Linked DNA regions of Pan troglodytes: region 1 is linked to region 2. A link is a contact called in public HiChIP or PLAC-seq data. All regions are on one chromosome and are shown on one strand. Each heading gives the region's core, a stretch centred on a gene start, on an enhancer-like site or on the middle of the called end of the contact. The rest is flanking DNA. Distances are from core to core; before and after follow the strand shown. Region 1 holds the start of CADM1 (cell adhesion molecule 1). Region 2 overlaps CADM1 (cell adhesion molecule 1).

Region 1 (4,347 bases), core at 1,637-4,136, 190 kb after region 2:
CTAATTCGCTTTCCCAGCAAGGATGTAAACGAAACAAGCCTAATGAAGTCAGATGCACCAACAGGTTTCTTTAACCCTGGGAGCGGGAACTGGAGGCCTCTGAGAAAGCTTAAACAGAACTGAGGAGGAAAAGTCCCTTGGTGCCCACCTGAAATTTACCCCTGGGGTATGGGACCCCGGAATGAGCCAAGACCTCCTCTCAAACTCACCACGAAATATATATATGCATTAAGAGAAAAAAATTAAGAAAGTCATCTCATCCCCTCACTACAAATCAAACCCAATTACTTTCTAATTTGAACACAATCTGATAACCAGCATACAAACAGGGATGTACACAAGAGCAAGAAGCTGCTTCCATGGTAACTGGCAACAGAATTTTCATGTAGCTTTGACATGCACGGTTGAGTTCCAGACCGCTCCTAAGTCAGCATATATCCCTCGCAGGGAAGGCAACTTCTCACCGCGAGATAGTTACAAATATAGTACCGTTGCTACTACCCGGTGCCTTCAATGAGCAGTCTTGACAGGGGAGGCATAATCTAATCCTACTTCTGCTGCCAAGCGTCATTGCACGACTCCCATTTTTAGTCAAAAAGCAATATCCCCGACCACAGCTTTCCACCGCCCCCCGGCTTTTTTTTTTTTTTTGCAGCCAATACAAGTCTATTGTTGCCTCTATTATGCGCCAGTTACCGAGCCTTTACTCACGCTCACGTTTAACTGACACTGGCGCTTTTTACAATGCAGCAGCACGAGGGATCTCTTTCAGGAACATTTTATTGAACCCATCCAGTCAGAGGCATCACCTGAAATGAAGTTGTAACCACACCGGCATCGGCTGAACCCAATTATCTCGTAACTCATAAATTAAGAATTCACAGAGGAAAAACACATAAACAACATCCGGAGACAGTGGCATGGAAGAAAAAAACCCTCAGCGCTGGAATTGACGCTGCTGCCAGACGCCCCCCAATAGGTTCCCCAAGCCGAGCTCCTTTGCAAGCCTATTTTGGGGGCAAGCAGCCAACCCGGCGTCCCCCAAATCTCAAGCTAGCACCCCTACACATCCCCCGTCTCCTACAGCGTGTCTCCTGCGGTGTTTACATAACTGTGTGTCCTCTAGCGTGTAAACAAAAGGCACAGCCCAAGCGGAGAGGCGCCCCTGAAGCGGCACCGTGGCCCCAACGCTGTGCCCGCCCGGGCCTGGGGCTCCGCAGGTGGGGGCTGAGCTCTCGGCGTCCTCCGCCACTTGTTGCTCCCGGGTCCTGCAGCTCTGGAGCTGCAAGGAGGGGCTTTGCAGGCTCAGAGCCCTGCTGCATCCCCTCCTGCATCGCCGCTCGCACCCCGCGGCCCCGTGCCACTCGGTCCCGGCGCCCGCCTGGAGCCTGCAGCAGGGGCCAGGGGACGCCGCGCGGCTGCCAAGCGCGGCGAGGTGGCGGGAAGGGAGGCTGGGTGCAGCACGGCCGGCCTCTCCTCTGGGGAAGAGCTCCGGCTCCCTTTTGTTAGCAAAAGCAAACACTGCCCTCTTCTTTCCCGACCGCGCCAACGCGCCCGGCACACGGGCAGCCACACATCGGGCTCCAGCCGAGTGCTCGGTGTCTTCAGGGAAGGCACCGGGCGTGCAGGGCCGCCCCTAGGCAAATTCCCAAGACTGCTCTTCACGCAGGGAGCGCGCGGAGGCCCGCAGGGTGCCCGCCTGGCCGCAGAGGCCGCGACGCCCCCTCCGCCACCCTCGGGCCGCCGAAAGAACAGGCAGCCGGGAAATCCCGTGTCCCCACTCGTGGCAGAGGACGCTGTGGGGCGGGCGGGCTGCGGGCTCCCGGCGCCTTCCCGCAGAGGCGGCGACAGCGGCCGCCCCCCCCGCGGGGCCGGGCCGGGGAACTTTCCCCGCCTGGAGCCGGGCCAAAAAGACCCGCAGCAGAGCCGAGGGGGCGGAGGGCTGCGAACGGCCGGAGGGAAACACGAGAGGCGTGCAGTTTGGGGACAGGGGAGAAAGGCAGAGCGCGTTGGGGGAAGGGGCAGGGGAGATCAGACAAGTCTGGGGATGTCCTGGGGACCGGGGAGAAATCACGCCGCGGGCGGCTGGGAGTCAGCCACCAGGAGGCTTCGGGGATGGAGAACTGGGGGGGTCCTCTGGAGAGGTGGGGGCGAATGGGCAGCCCTGGGAGGTGGGAGGATCTGCAAGTTACGGGGAAAACGGCGAGTTTAGAAGGGTCCGGAAGGGTTGAGGTTGTCTTTGAACCATCCCCTTCCCCCATGCTTTACAGCCCCCGGGCCCCCCATTCTCACTCCACTCTGCACCCCGCGCCAAGCCGGGGAGAGAAGGTGTGGGTGCAGCCATCCCTGGGGACTCTCATTCACACTTAGCCGGGCAGGGGAGAAGGGGCTCACAGATCCCCTCAGCCCCTTCCCTCTCAGCCCTGAGTTTCCTCTCCACACTCCCTCCGCTTCGGATTTAGGAAGTGGGGGGAGGTTGTCATGGAAACGTTTCCCCCCCTCTGTGGCTAAGGCTACTGGGGTGCCTTCGGAGATTTAGGGGCCAACCGGTCGGTGCCCACACCTACCTGTGGGGATCAGTGCCGCGGCGGAGAAGAGCAACAGCAGAAGCCGGAGCCGGAGCCCGGGAGGCGCCGCCGCCGCCGCTGCCGCCGCACACTGGGATCCGCTCGGCAGCACTACACTCGCCATGTCGGGCACCTGCCTCAGACTGGCGGCGTTGGCTGCCTCCAGAGCCCGAGCGGACAGCTAATGAGATGCTAATGACATGCGCTGGAGGCGGAGTCCGGGCAGACCAATCACAGCGCCGCGAGCCCAACCCGGCTCTTGGAGGGCCTCGCCCCCTCCCCCACCCCGCCCCCTGGCGCTGGCGTTCGGCGGCGCGCCCGCGCCACCTAGGGGCGGGGCCAAGGGGAGGGGCGTATGCAAATATGTTTATGTTAAAATTCGGTTTTGCTTTCCCCGGATCAAGGAAAAAGTGTTCTCCCGGGCGCCTGGCGTGCAAGGACTCGGGCTCCAGGGGGCGGGTCTAGCTTCTTGTACACCTTTATTAGGAATGTTTATAGCAATCGCTGTATCAGACCGACGACTGGAGAATCTCCCTTAAGAGGGTCCTCTGTCCCGCGCACCGAGTGCATCTGGCCTAGCGAACCAGACGTTGCAAATTTCCGTCACTCACCTTGCACCGAAGGAATAGATCTTTGGGAACGGGGGCTGTGCGGGAGTGGAGAGTAAGAAGGCAGGTCCCCGGATTGACAAAACAATCTGGGAGAAGTGCATGCGTGCTTTGCACGTCCGGCGGAGCGGGAGAGCCCGCTCAACAGCCTAGCGGTAGACTCGGGGATAGTTGGAGAAGGCAGCCGTAGAGTCGGGTTCTGAGATTTTCCAGTCGGTCTTTTTGCGGCAGAATCTCGGGAAAGGTAGATCGAGGAGGGTATGCTCAGGCTCCTCCGCTTGTCGAGGGTCTCCTCCCTGGTTTTAATATATAGGTGTGTGTTGAATATATGTGTGAAATATTTGTAATATTAGATATTTAAGATTACACAACAACGGAAAAAATTAGTCAAGGCTTCAGGTGAAGAGCGGGGGTGGTGGGAGTTGGGGAGAGGGAGTGTGGTGAAGGCAGGGTCTGCCGTGTTCCTCCTTCGGGGCTCAAACCCTCTCACTCCTCCTCTGCGCCCCCAGCCCTTCCTAAGGAAGCTGGGGACCAACAGGTGCTCCGAGCTTCCCCTGTCTCTGGGAGAGCCTCTCCTGCTAAAGCGACTTGCATCTCCGGACTCACTCTCCCTCCCCGAAATTCTCTTTGCTTTCTTTTCAGCCAGGCAGCCGGCTCTCTTGTTTGTCTGCTTTTTAATTACTTATTTTCTTCCCCTCTAGAAGATCGTGTGCGCTCTGACCCTCTGTTGCTCAAGCATCAAATTGAAGGACGAGCCATATTAAGTGTAAAGGTTTATAATAATTTAAGTATTCATAGAATGCAGAACAATAAGATGTAGGAAATACAATTTGCATAATAAATATCAATATCACAACAGCTAAAACAAACCATGACAAATTATCTGTGGCTAAATGACCAAGAGATTACTGAATGTAAATTGCTAAGTCTGAGCTATAGTCTAGAAGAGCTGCACCAAATGACTTCCCCAGCCTTCTGTCCTCATCTTGCTATAAAATAAATAAATAATACATATCAAAAAGGAAGTCATGATCTGCCAACCCACCAAATGAGTTACACTTAAAAACAGCCTCCTATTATCCATTATGCATAAACTAATTTCGAGACTGCCCGGTCTTCACAGCCCTGGATATTCTGCTCTGTAATTACAGGCCCCGATGCATGAACTGCAG
Region 2 (4,300 bases), core at 558-3,057:
TTAGTTATCTTGACCTACCACAAAGCCCATACTTTTGCTAAAAAGGGAATAAGTCATAATACAGTGCAATTTTCATTCAACTAGGAGGGTGTTTTCTGCATGCTTCTCTCCTCTTGCTTCCCAGTGTTGGTTTAATATGGAGCATTCCAGCTCCTCCTGTACCCAGGCATCCTGCGAAGAGTCCCCAGAGAGTCATATCTCACCAAAACCCAAATAATTTGGCCAGCCATGAACATGCCTGAGAATAATGCCCATTTTCCAAAGGATTTTGTCATTTACTGGACTAAGATACACACATTTTTTAAAATGCTCAGTATGTAAGGTTTTTCAAGTTATTTGGCTTTGGGGGACTCACCCCTACTATTTAGGGTCAGCAATTACCTTGCATCCTATAATGTCTGATCACAATCAAGTCAGCTAGAAACATCTCCACAGTGAGTTAGCTATGTCTAATGAGAAAAGTTCATCTTGGGAGAGTGAGTAACTCAGTTGCAAAGGAGGCATTTAAACATCTGAACAAGGCTCTGTTCATCTTGTTCAGCTTGTTGATAGTTTTCATTCTTTCCACAATGGCCAAAGAAGAGAAAAGGAAGAGGCAGAGGTTTGGGCTACAGTGTGTGATAGTTCCGAGGCGGAATTCCGATCCTTCCATTTGGCACCTCCTCTTGCTAAAGCCAAGAGGAGACATGGGCACAAAAGTAGCAGCAAATGCAAAGAATCTTATCCAGACACAAGCAGCAATAAATTCATCCTTAAAATGTGTAGTGTTACCGTGAATAGTCATTTTGAGCTAAAACCCAGAAAACTGTTATGTTCCTTTAGTGAGGCTATCTGGTCACCTCTAATGCAATGATACAAATGCCAACAATCTCTCCTTAAGGCCCTGAGAAGACTTGGACCAGAGGAAAAGATTTAGCATATGAGACAGCAAGAGAAGCCATACTTAAGGAAGTGTTCTACTAACATCTTTTACAAGGAATAAAACTGACTATATAGCAAGATAAAGTGAGAGAAAATGCAACGTGCTATACTGACTTCCTAGTCAGCAAAAGTTAATGAATTGCAGATCACGAGCAACTCAATGTAAAACCACAGTGTGTGCATGTTATGAAATTACTCCACAAAAGATTGCTTAAGCAAATTTACAATGAAAAACAACATCAAAACACCAAGGAAGTGGAATGAATATAAATCCGAAGCACACTTAAACACCTAGGACATTTATTTTAAGAAGAAGGCGGAAAAAACGGCTCCTCAACCTTCAATGACTTTTAAAAACTATAAAGGAGGATCAGATAAGCATCTAGGTCTTCTTCATAACAATATATATTTTACACAAGCAAGTAAGCCCAGATACAGAAAACTGATCTTCAATTGCCCCTGCAGCCTTGCAGACAGCATGCAAAAATCCAACCGTGGACAGTCTTTAAAGGGTCAAACTGAATACACAACACCTGGAGATGAACACGAAAAATTTAAATAGGGCCTGTGGGTCTCTAAAGAGCAGTTTTTAACTGGCCTATAAGCTAATAAGAGTGGTTATAAACTGTGAACAACCAATGCCCTACACGAAGGAACATTTATCACACTAACATGCCTGTAAAGTGGAGAGGGTTCATCCACATGCTCTCTGCAGCTTCTATCAGAATGTTAATTGTTCATACTGAAGAAAAGGATACATAAGGAATGGCTTTTACCATCATGTGTTAAGTTTATTTTTGTTCCTCTGACCAGTTCCCAAGGGGCAGGAGGCTAATGACTGTTCTTCATCATCAACTGCAAAGGATATTTACATCCATCCTGTAACCATGACAGCTGTGTCACTAATTCCCTAACTACCTCCACCACATGAACCAATCATCTGGCATGAAGCTGCAAGATGGAGTGCCCTGCAGTCATTATTCACCAAGCACTTTCATTAACAAACTGCCCTTAATTACAATGGTAATTGCAAAATTATTTCATAGCAGCAATTATTTTTCTCAGCCAATCCAGGCTATATAAGTAGGACATTGCCTATGAAAATGGCATAAGGCCAAGTAATCTATGACCAAAGATATGTTTTAATTGTACTACCAACTTAGTTTCAAAATATTGCATCAGAGGGCTTTGAAATTACATTATACATCCTATTACACACTACACACACACACACAATAAAAGTAAAGCTAACCTTCCCTACTTATTTTTTTTTAATTTGAAAGCAAAATGCGTACATAACATTCACATTAAGTACCTAAACTAATGCTACTGTCTAGCAAAGTAAAAATAATGAGTCTCTAGATCTAAACCTATACTTTCAGAACTGCTGAACAAACTAACCCATCCTTTAGAAATGCATCAATTCCCTTCCATCCATTCCTTTTACTTAAAAGCCCTTTGTTCTTTCATATTCATACATTTAGATACTCAGCTATGATAAGAAATACTGGAATACCTGTCCATCTGTTGGCCTCATAAATAAAATCACAAAGGAGTTTCCAGAAATCACATCCTAATGTTCAAAATTATAGGCTGAAACACATCTATGCTTAGTTTCCTCAAGTTTCAACTTGAAAATTTGTAAAAATTTACCCTGAAGATGAAACTAGAGTCATAATGTCCTATTTGGGGAATAGTGAATTTTCAGTGAAGTTAGAGTACAAGAAGTGTGTGATCTGGAGACTAGGGAGATGTGGTGGAATCAAGATTAAGCTTTTAATACTGCAATCAGACTACATGAAGACATGAATACTATTCTAAGGAGTTTGGATGTGATCTTGTAGATAGTGAAGACGGCTAGAAGGCAAGGAAAGATGACGGCTTGAATTCAGATACGGGAATGGAAATGGAGGGACAAGTTTGAGAAATCCATGAAGAATTTTGCAGGCAGAATTATACTTGATGACTTTTAGGTACAGACAGCAATAAAGACATATTCAAAGATTGCTCTGAGGTTTCCAGCCTGTTGGAATAGGTAGGTGGTGAGCTAGGTAATGCAGTAAGGATCTGTAATACACATGAGCATTTTAAGTATCTATAGGACATTAACCTAGAGATATTAAGGAAGTAGCAAGAATAATAATTAAAATTTATTGCTTACTTATATGCCAGACACTGTGCTTAATGCATTATATGCATTAACTCACTTGATACTCAAAACAATAGGATCTTGAATTAGATCCTGTTTTTACAACCATTTTTTATAGACAAGAACGCTGAGGCTCAATGAGATGAAAGGATCCAAGGTCACTATGGCAGAGAATGCTAGTTGCCTCGCAAACATCCATTCTTCTTTCTGTCCTTGGTAACAGAACCCCTCTTTTTAAGCTGTGTCTGGTAAAGATAACATTTCCTACCTCCCTCACATCTAGGTCATGAGCTTTAAGAGGAAGTGTTGCGTGGGTTGGAAAAGAAACTGGTTGTGCCAAAAGAAGCTCTTCTTTGTCTTTCCTTGCTGCCTAACAGGCAGCAGCACTGGCAAAAACTCCATCTTGGACCATGAGATGACCATCAGTAAAAAAGTCACCAACTGAGGATGGTGAAGCAGAAAAAAGAAGGCTGAATTCAAGATTTTTGTGGAAGCACCATACATGCCCTGGATTGCCCATCTCTCCACTTCTTTCTACTTTAAATAATGTTTTAAAAAACATTATTTAAATCACTATTTTGGTGATTTTGCAGGTAGAATTATATTCCCATTTACTCATTATATAGGTACCCTGCCAATTCTTTGGGAGCCAAAAAGTACTCCTAAAATAAACAGTCACACGGCTAATAAGTCACGTAGTCAGAAACTGAAGGCAGTTCTTTGATTCTAAATTCTATGATCTTAACAAAAAGGGCCAGACTGCTCAAGGGAGCAATTGAGGCTACAGGTACAGATTGTCAATTATTGGTTTATGTACATCCTGACAGATATTGTTACTTCCTCTAATACAAAAATAATGCAAAAAATGCATCATCATTCAAAAAAGGTATTGCCATTAGATAAACCATGTAGATGATGAAGAATTAACAACTTACCAATTTTAGAGAACTAAAATAAATAATCCTAACAACCCTAAAATTATCAAACATAATTTTATCTTCCTGTTGGGGCCTTATTTGGAGATTATGTAGTGTATTTTTATTAAACAGAGCTACAAAAAAATCGGCAAGTTACCTATATGCTGAGTAAACGGGAAACAATCTAGTTCCATCTTTTCTAAATTTTATTTATTTATTCATTCATTCATGTATTTTTTAGAGACAGTATCTCGCTCTGTCACCCAGGCCAGAGTGCAGTAGTGTGATCATAGCTCACTGCAGCCTAAAATCC

The links. HiChIP or PLAC-seq counts read pairs in DNA pulled down with a chosen protein or histone mark.
Region 1: an H3K4me3 HiChIP or PLAC-seq map of stem cell-derived excitatory neurons shows a contact between it and region 2, with 3 times the contacts expected there. The contact joins the promoter of CADM1 here to the enhancer-like site in region 2. A contact is called at or near these places in 4 of 7 Hi-C or Micro-C datasets (blood, induced pluripotent stem cells and stem cell-derived neural progenitor cells), 1 of 1 datasets of contacts at active chromatin or transcription factors (stem cell-derived excitatory neurons) and 1 of 1 other capture datasets (stem cell-derived neural stem cells).

Annotation. Positions count from the first base shown.
Region 1 is chr9:117,446,730-117,451,076 of NHGRI_mPanTro3-v2.0_pri, forward strand. CADM1 (cell adhesion molecule 1) reads right to left here and starts at 2,887. Exons shown (of 10, transcript XM_009424220.5): 1 at 2,568-2,887. The coding sequence starts at 2,691.
Region 2 is chr9:117,258,929-117,263,228 of NHGRI_mPanTro3-v2.0_pri, forward strand. All of the region lies in intron 1 of CADM1 (cell adhesion molecule 1), which reads right to left. Among named protein-coding and RNA genes, the nearest start is that of CADM1, 190 kb to the right of the region's middle. Within about 2 kb of position 1,808, at least 1 of the 24 cell types and tissues checked has an H3K27ac peak or open chromatin away from gene starts, as enhancers often do. A contact at or near this core is called in stem cell-derived excitatory neurons, where this site is marked.